2 separate regions of the Hordeum vulgare genome follow, and region 2 is linked to region 1. A link is a contact called in public Hi-C data. All regions are on one chromosome and are shown on one strand. The core of a region is the stretch at or near the end of the contact, and the rest is flanking DNA. Distances in the headings are between cores, read along the strand shown.

Region 1 (4,427 bases), core at 1,299-3,798:
TTTTCCATGCCTAGGGTCACACTTGGCCATCATGCTTGAGGGCTCAAAGACAGCATTGGTGATTTCAGGCACAGAGAGCTGCTCATGGTAAGCCTTCTCGGCAGAGATAACAGGGGCATACGACGAAAGCATGAAATGGATACGTGGGTAAGGGACAAGGTTGGTCTGGAACTCTGTGACATCCACATTGATGGCACCATCAAACCTCAGGGAGGTGGTAAGAGAAGATATGATCTGTGATATCAGCCTGTTCAAGTTGGTGTAGGTTGGCCTCTCAATGTCAAGAGACCTCCGGCATATGTCATAGATAGCCTCGTTATCTAGGAGGACCGCAACGTCGGTGTGCTCAAGCAAAGAGTGAGTGGAGAGGACACTGTTGTATGGTTCTACAACAGCTGTTGAGACCTGAAATACAGAGTGGCATAAGATAAAAGGGATAAAGATAGGCTGAGCTGCAAATAATGTAACAACATATCATATCTATCCATACTGTCCCCACAACAGCTAAGATGCAGATAACCTACTCACATGAACACCCTGAATGGTCCACAGTCCAGTCACATGGACAGGTAGGTACAGTGCTATGGAATAATGTTGGCTCATAAGTAGTGCATGCTTTACAGATACCATATATAATCAGGGCTCTGAGTAACCAATTCTACGCCAGCATTAGCATTTTAGCTTTTTCACATATTCTATTGAAATATCTAGAAATGATGAAAGAGCTAGCTTAAAGACAACATCCTCTCAGAATACAAAATTAAACAAGACTTAATAGTACACTCGAATTTTCTGAAACAACACACACATTAACACGATAATGGTACATGAACAAGTTATACCTGTGGGGAAGGGTAAATGGTGAATCCAAGCTTAGATTTCTTGCCATAATCAACCGAGAGGCGCTCCAACAACAGAGAACCCAGTCCTGATCCAGTTCCACCACCGACAGCATTGAACACCAAGAATCCCTGCAGCCCGGTGCAATTGTCTGCCAATTTGCGTACACGATCCAGACATAGATCTACGATCTCCTTTCCAACTGCATCACACAAATATAATCAGAACTGGATGCATTCATAATCGCAGTAGACTTGAATTTCAATAGGGATCACAGAAATGTAAGATGAATTACCAGTGTAGTGGCCACGGGCGAAGTTGTTGGCGGCATCCTCCTTCCCAGAGATGAGCTGCTCCGGGTGGAAGAGCTGGCGGTAGGCACCGGTGCGCACCTCATCGATGACAGTGGGCTCAAGGTCGACGAAGATGGCCCTCGGCACGTGCTTGCCCGCACCGGTCTCACTGAAGAACGTGTTGAACGCATCGTGTGCAACCCCAACCGTGGTGTCACTGAACCATCAACCATAAAGCAGCATTAATACATGGATTGGAAGAAGCCTAAGCACTGATCTTTGAACTAACTTATCTACATCCATGTTTCAATCAATACTTATTCTGAGACAATAGGAACAGGGTACAGTCTGCGTAATTATTAATGGTTCTGGAATAAGCATTGGACCAAATCAACAAAACAAATCCTCCCCGAGGATGCCGTTTTTAGTAGCTAGCCGGTAAACTCTTCAATCCGTGCTCAGTCCGGTACTCATAGCTCCATTGCTACGATACTAGGAGTATTTATGAAACACCACATTTCCAAAAAAACATTTATTAAGCGTCGCAGTACCATTGTCAAAAAATTCGGATCTCGCGTCTTAAAAGGGATAAAAACTAGCAACCGTCTCGTGGTACGTGCCTACAAATTTTTAGTACAGTCTACAAAAGAACACGACGTCTGTCCGGTCTATAACAGAAACAGAACATGCATGAACTGAAAGAGTACAGAGGACCTAGGAGAACTTGTAATTTGATTGAAACGTCGCACGTCTCCTCGTGTTGTCGCCGATCTCTCAACAACCAACAAAATGAAAATGAAAGAAAAAAAATCCCTCCACATAAACGTATCGCAATGTCCAAACGGGAAGTACAGGCTGACGGATCATGATGATGATTCAGGAAAAAAAGAACTACCGCAATCCCCATTCGCAATTCGTACAATTTACGGGGAAAAAAGAGGGGGGAAAGAGGTAAAAACACTACTATATTATAAGAGAAAAACAGGAATTCAGGGTCAATTTAACCGTGATTTACGGCCAATAACCCGCAGCGCCTCGCGACGTTAATGGACGGAATGCGTTTGCGGATGGGGATCCAAGAAGGATCACGCACGTATGTACCTGGGCATGGTGCCATCCTGATTGATGCCGTGCTCGAGGCAGTAGAGCTCCCAGCAAGCGTTGCCGACCTGGATCCCGGCCTGGCCGATGTGGATGCTGATGATCTCCCTCATCTCGTCTCCTCCTCCTCCTCCTCCTCCTCCTCGCCCCTCGCCTTCTCTTCCGGGCTTTCTTGGGTGTAAAGAATGGCCTCCTCTGCTTCTCTCTCCCTTCCCAAAATGTGTGAGATCGGGAGATAAAAGGGGGCGATGAGAGAGGAGGGGAGAAGTGGAGGAGATCGGGCAGTTTGCGGGCGCAGCGTCGGGGATGGAGGGAGCGGTTGCCTTTTACGTGAGCCGATGCTCCGTCCGTGGACGTGATTCACGTGAGCCGGCCCGGCCCCCGTTCTGTTCAGTTACCGATGGCGGTCACGTTTCCTGGAGTAAATGCCGCTCACGAACGAAAACGGGTCGACGAGCGACGATAACTGTAACTGCCGCGCATGCATGGTCATCGTCACGTCCCTAAAATCGAATCATCACTCAAAGCAATCCGTGGTTTGATCGATAGGACCGTGATATCCCTTCTCCATCAGACTTTAAGTTTCAGACTTGACGTTGGTGTTTGTTTTTTTAAATTTATTACAGGTTTTTCGGTGATGTTTTTTCAGTGAGAGGAGACATTTTCATCGACAACGAAGACGTCAGTGACGATTTCGTTAATTTTAAGATGATGTGCCGGCTTAATCTGTACGCTTGTGTATGTAAACGACTTCGATTGTACTCTACTAAAAAAATTATTGAAACATTACACGTACAACGAAAACTAAAATGAATCGGAGAGACAAGGAATCGGATGCTGCCATTTTGTTTTAGGGACATCTTTCTCCTATTCATTTTTTTTTTTGGAAAAAGGCATGTGGATCCATTAATCAAACCAGCAACATACATCATTGAAAATACGAAAATGATGATGAGTGAACGTAATGCCATCCCTGGGATCAAGGGTGAATCTTTCTTTCCCTAAAAAAGTGTAAATCTTTCTTTCTTTTTTTCTTTCTTTAGAAACAGGCACGAGCAATGCTCGACTTTGAATTTTAAAACCCAACGACAAGGTAACAAAGTTCAAGATTGCAACGATGGTTACGTAAATGGGATACAAAGCTCAACTACAAGAGGAGCTTAAATAGACATACACGAACAACCTATCTATCTTTGACGTCCCTGTAAGCGGCATGAAGGTGCTTAAGCTTGACGACGATGTTTGCACCGGCGGAGCTATGTTGGAGGGGAGGGCTACCCGAATCAATTTCTGAAGAACTTTTTAGGGACCCCTGGATTATATTCTTTTTAACATTCTCCCCCTCGCCCCAACCAAACACCGATGATTTGTGTTTGTTTCCACAATGATTTCCGGCTAGCTCCGTCACTGGATGTTTTTGTTGCCCGCTTACTATCCTTTCGTCCTCTTGGGAGCACGCTATTGCTGAAAGAAAAGAGCTCATTTGAAAACATAGCTAGCAATGCGAGCATGGGATACTTTCTTTGATGGCTAATTTGTTAAGAATAGTTCAAAGCATCCAGGCTAAGACTCCAAAAACTCACCACGCTAAGCGACTCTGTTGCTTGTGGCATTGGCTCATAAGAGTTAGGATATTGTTCATGGAGGTCGGGTTCAGTGTGATACCAAAACATTCCATAACACAACTCCACAAAAATGGGTCGACGACATTTGAAAATGATGGTTAGCAATTTCTGGGCTAACACAAAGGGAGCAACACCCATTGCCAGGACCACGCCTCTTATGCAGGTTAATGGCCGAAGGAATCTTATCGATGGCAGCTTGCCATAAAAGATGCGAACTTTTAGCGGCATCCTTGCCACCCAAAGAGCTTTAGCGAAATTCACCTTAGGGTCACAAACTAACTTAGCATGCATAGATTTACAGAGAAAGTTCCATATTTTTTGGGAGTCTGAGAAACTGAGTCCTTCTCATAGGCCAAGTTAATGTTAGCCACCACAATGGTAAGGTTTGAACTCTCAACGGGGAAAGAGACCTAAATAAACTTACAGCAGGCAAGCCCGGAAATAAAAATGTCGCTCTCTAGGGCCTCGGGCTCGACAACAATCGAAAAGAAAGTCGGGGAAGGTCGTACAACGGATTGCCGAAGAGTCACGAGGATAACCATAATTTAGTATCTTGGTCATTGCCTAT
Region 2 (4,427 bases), core at 713-3,212, 290 kb after region 1:
AGCACGTTTTTTGCTTCCGCGGAAGACACGATTTTGCCTTCACGAGAGGCATGCCCGTGCCTCTACTGAAAGGAAAAAACGCTTTTTTTTACGAGAGGCACGGTTTTACTTCCGTGAAAGGCACGGTTTTGCCTTCGCGAGAGGCACATCTCCGAAAGGAAAAAACGTGTTTTCTATTTATTTTTACGAGAGGCACGGTTTTGCTTCCGCGAAAGGCACGGTTTTTTCTTCGCTGGAGGCACACCCGTGCCTCTACTGAAAAGGAAAAAAAACGCGTTTTGTGCTCATTTTATTTTCTGCGAGAGGCACGATTTTGCTTCCACGATAGACACGGTTTTGCCTTCGCGAGAGGCACGACCCGTGCCTCTCGAAAAGGAAAAAATGTGTTTTCTGTTTTTTTATCGCGTGAGACACGGTTTTTTCTTTCGATTTTTTCATGAAAAAAATGTTTATCAAAATCTATCAACATGAAATCTAGTTTTGAAGATCTCGACGCGAGAAAGCCAACGGTGAAAACGGTTCGAGATTTGGACGCACGGTTTAGGAGATAAAACATTTTAAAAATACGGATCTACAAAAAAAAGGAAAACTCCCAGGTTACGACAAGTGGCACTGTGAAGGTGGGAGTACTCGTTGGAAGGTGTATTCACTAACTAATGATTTCGTGTGTTTGAAGGCACCTCTTACTAGGCACCTTTAGCGCTGAGGAAACTGAATGTCGCTCACTGTAGCGCCGAGTTGGTCCAGCCTAGTAACATGCAGCACAACCAACTTATAAAAGCACGAAAAACAAAAACAAAATGTGTGCCACTTGTCGCACCCCGTAAAGGTGGGAGTAATCGTGTATTCACTAATTAGTGATTTCGTGTGTTTGAGGGCACCTCTTACTGTGCGGCTTTAGCGCTGAGGAAACTGAATGTCGCTCACTACAGCGCCGAGTTGGGCCAACCTAGGAACGTGCAGCACAACCAACTTATAAAAGCGCGAAAAACTAAAACAAAATGCGTGCCACTTGTCATAGCCTGTCAAGGTAGGAGTAATCGTTGAAAAGGTCTATTCACTAACTAGTGATTTCGTGTGTTTGGGGGCACCTCTTACTAGGCACCTTTAGCGTCGAGGAAACTGAATGTCGCTAACTATAGCGCCAAGTTGGGCCAGCCTAGAAACGTACAGCACAACCAATTTATAAAAGCGCGAAAAGCAAAAAACAAATTAGGCTATCCATAGGATTCGAACTCACGTTGTTGCGACCAAGTATGAGTTCAGCTATCCCTACTCGACTGTTCTGACAAATAATAGAGCCAACCTGATAAGAACACACGGTTGCGCAAGTTATTTCACAGTACTATGTAGTATACCACTGAGTTTTTTAAATTATTTGAAGACAAATTATGAGTTTAAAACGTCATTTTTTAATTGAAGTTCACAAAATTGAAAAGAAATCATCAATTTATTAAACAACACTCATCATTTTTGAAAAATGTTCGTGAAAAAAGGGAAAAGCGTTCATCAAATTTGGGAAACAATCCACAAATTTGAAAAGAGTTCATCAAATAAAAAGTTCATAAATTTGAAAAAGAATTTATAGAGCAAAAAAAGTTGATCTAATTTCAAAAACTTCATTGATTTTGTAAAAAAAGTTTATCAAATTTGGGAAATGGTCATGGTTTTAAAAACGAAGTCTACGGATTAGAAGAAATATTCACGTGTTTGAAGAAAAGATTCAAGGTGACGTATACTAGTCGCAAGTCGTAAGGCATCCTGTAAGTTACCGCGTTGCCTGTCAATTTTTTTTTTGTGAGAAAGCCTGTCATTCCTAGAGGTCGCTAGTTTGGTGCTTGGCCGGCCAATGTTTTTAAACTTTTATACATAAGAAGAGAAAATGATGTACATGGGCCGTCCCATGGCGGATGAGGTGTGTGCGCCGGTTGGCACGTCAGCCTATATCCGGTGCCTGGACGCCGAATAGTATTGCCCGCGTTTGGGCCCAACACGACCGAACAAACAGAGTCCTGATCCGACCAGCCCGTACGTGTCCTAAATTATTCCAAAGAGAAGCGCATCCGTAGAATCTCTTCTCCTTCTCCACGCTTTCCCCACGTCGACGGCGCACACAACCTACATATACACCTCCGCTTGCGCCGTAAGAAAAACCCTCGTGAGATCATCGCCTCGTCGACCGTCGACCGTGGTCTCCGTATGCAGCCGGCCGAGATGGATTCGCCCGTCCGGGAGATGCAGGAGATGGACGAGTTCGTGCTCGTCCCGCACGCCGCGGACCTCTGGTCGTACCAACTCGACGAGGACGACGATGACCACGACGCGCGCTTCCTCGCCAGCAACGACGAGAAGACGATCGACGTGAACCACTTCGCCTCCGAGCCCACGCCCCACGCAGCAGTGCAGTGCGGCACGAAGGAGCCGCCGGCGCCGTCCGGCTCGGAGAGCGAGGGTTCGGTTGACGTCGAGGAGGAAGCGGTCGACGGCCTGTTGGAGAAGGCGTCGGATGCAGACGAGGGCGGGGAGGTGGTTGCTGACCAGAAGCCAGAGTGCAAGGACTGGGAAGGCGACCGCGGTCACGGGTGGCAGCAGCACGCGGTCGGCGTGGTCTGCTCCGTGGGGCTGGCGGCGGCGGCCACCGGCCTGGCCCTGCTTCTCGGCGGCCACCAGCAGACGCCGCACAAGGTCCACTTTCGGGGGGTGGCCGGTGATAGCAAGGTACTTAGCATAAATTTCAGGACGCATATCAATTGTAGTACTATTTTTGTACTCAGCATAAATTTCAGGACGCATATCAATATATATATATATATACACACACACACATACGGTTAACGTGACGGCATAGAATAAATTTCTGATGATGCCGCTCAACTTTTTTCCAATGCAGGTGCCTAAGGTTTCAGCAAGGCGGGACGAGAGGCTAGACCAGAGGATGTCGGTGCCGCGGTTTGAGCATGCGCCGGCCATGATCTCGTTCGGGGGTTCCTACGGCGGCCACATGTTTTGATGGGATCGTGTGCCTATCGATCGTGTCGTGAAGAACACTGGTGCATATTACCTTAGAATTAGGAATCAAATTCGTCGACTTGTTAGAAATATAAGGTCATTTTGAATGCAGTTAGGACTTTATTTTGGTGCTTACATGTAACCGGTAGACAGCCCGCGGTGAAATTAATGATGCTCCGAATAAGCATGGCACCCGTAGGGTATGGGTAGGGGGAGCCTTCCCATACCCTCACACACCCCGTCTGATATTATCTATCACCCTTATCCATATCCGTCAACGGGTATAATTCTTTTCCCATATCCGTTAACCGATAGGGTGAACGAGTATCCGCCGATAAAATTACCCATATTTGTAAACATCAATTTAAACAACTTAAAGTTATAAAATGCATTCTATCGTATATTTTACAAAGATAGATTATAACTATAAACATACTTATAAAACAACATCATATAGTCATAAACAACAACACATAAGTATACACTTTCAATTCATAAATTATTGACATACTGTAGATTGTAGAGATAATTTTGAGTTTACATAGATTTTATATGGGTATATGGGTATGGGTTATATGATCTCATACCCGTACCCGCTCTACCCGATGGGTTTCAGATCTTTTCTATTCATGTACCCATGGGTAAGTTTTTATCCCATACCCTTACCCTAATAGGGTTTTTACCCGCAGGGTACGTGGGTAATGGGTATCCATTGTCATCCCTCTGAAAGGTGGAGTAAACACATTGGTGAAAGCTAAGAACATCTCCAATGCTGACCCTAAAGTGGACATTGTATTTGTCGGACAATGATAAAGGAGCCGACTATCCAACTCTGCTCGCATACATTTCAAACAAGATTTGAGCAAACCGAACGATTTTTATGCAAACCACATGATTTTTATTTAAACTGGATTATATTCATTATATACTTTTACGTATTTCACTAAAAAAACGTCTGGACTAACCTAGTACACTGAGTCATGTCCTCCACGTCATTTTTATTCAGCTCCATGTCCATGTCCGACGGTCGTAAACCCCACAAAGTGAAGGTGTGACCACCGACGAGGAAGGGCAGGACATCAGACTCGCCCACATGGCACACGGGACTGCACTGCTCTCTCATGCCCTAATCCTCGTCGGAGCTCGTGACCTCGTCGTCACCGGTAGAGGTGAGATCGACGATGTATGTGTACGAGATCGTCGGAGCTCAAAGTCTAGTCATCGTACCGGCTCCAGCATAGTGCAACTACCGATGCCAGCGATGCACAGTTGCCCGCGTTTTCCGGTGTGACCGTTGCATGTGCGTTTGACGGCACAGCACGAGTGTTGCATGTGGCCTCGTAGAGTGCCAGTTGGTTCAGGTTCTCAGTGGCCATGGTCTTCACGGCCTCCGCGCTTGCGACCTCGCAATATATTTG

What was found. A called contact is a pair of places that touch in the nucleus more often than the background predicts.
Region 2: a contact with region 1 is called in a Hi-C map of leaf, with 6 times the contacts expected there. The contact joins the enhancer-like site here to the promoter of LOC123425595 in region 1. A contact is called at or near these places in 3 of 6 Hi-C or Micro-C datasets (leaf and seedling) and 1 of 1 datasets of contacts at active chromatin or transcription factors (embryo).

Annotation. Positions count from the first base shown.
Region 1 is chr2H:146,411,342-146,415,768 of MorexV3_pseudomolecules_assembly, forward strand. LOC123425595 (tubulin alpha-1 chain) reads right to left here and starts at 2,549. Exons shown (of 5, transcript XM_045109284.1): 1 at 2,235-2,549; 2 at 1,136-1,350; 3 at 843-1,042; 4 at 1-405. The coding sequence starts at 2,347.
Region 2 is chr2H:146,699,204-146,703,630 of MorexV3_pseudomolecules_assembly, forward strand. No RefSeq gene overlaps it. Among protein-coding and RNA genes, the nearest start is that of LOC123425597, 67 kb to the right of the region's middle. Within about 2 kb of position 1,963, at least 3 of the 3 cell types and tissues checked have open chromatin away from gene starts, as enhancers often do. A contact at or near this core is called in leaf and seedling, where this site is marked.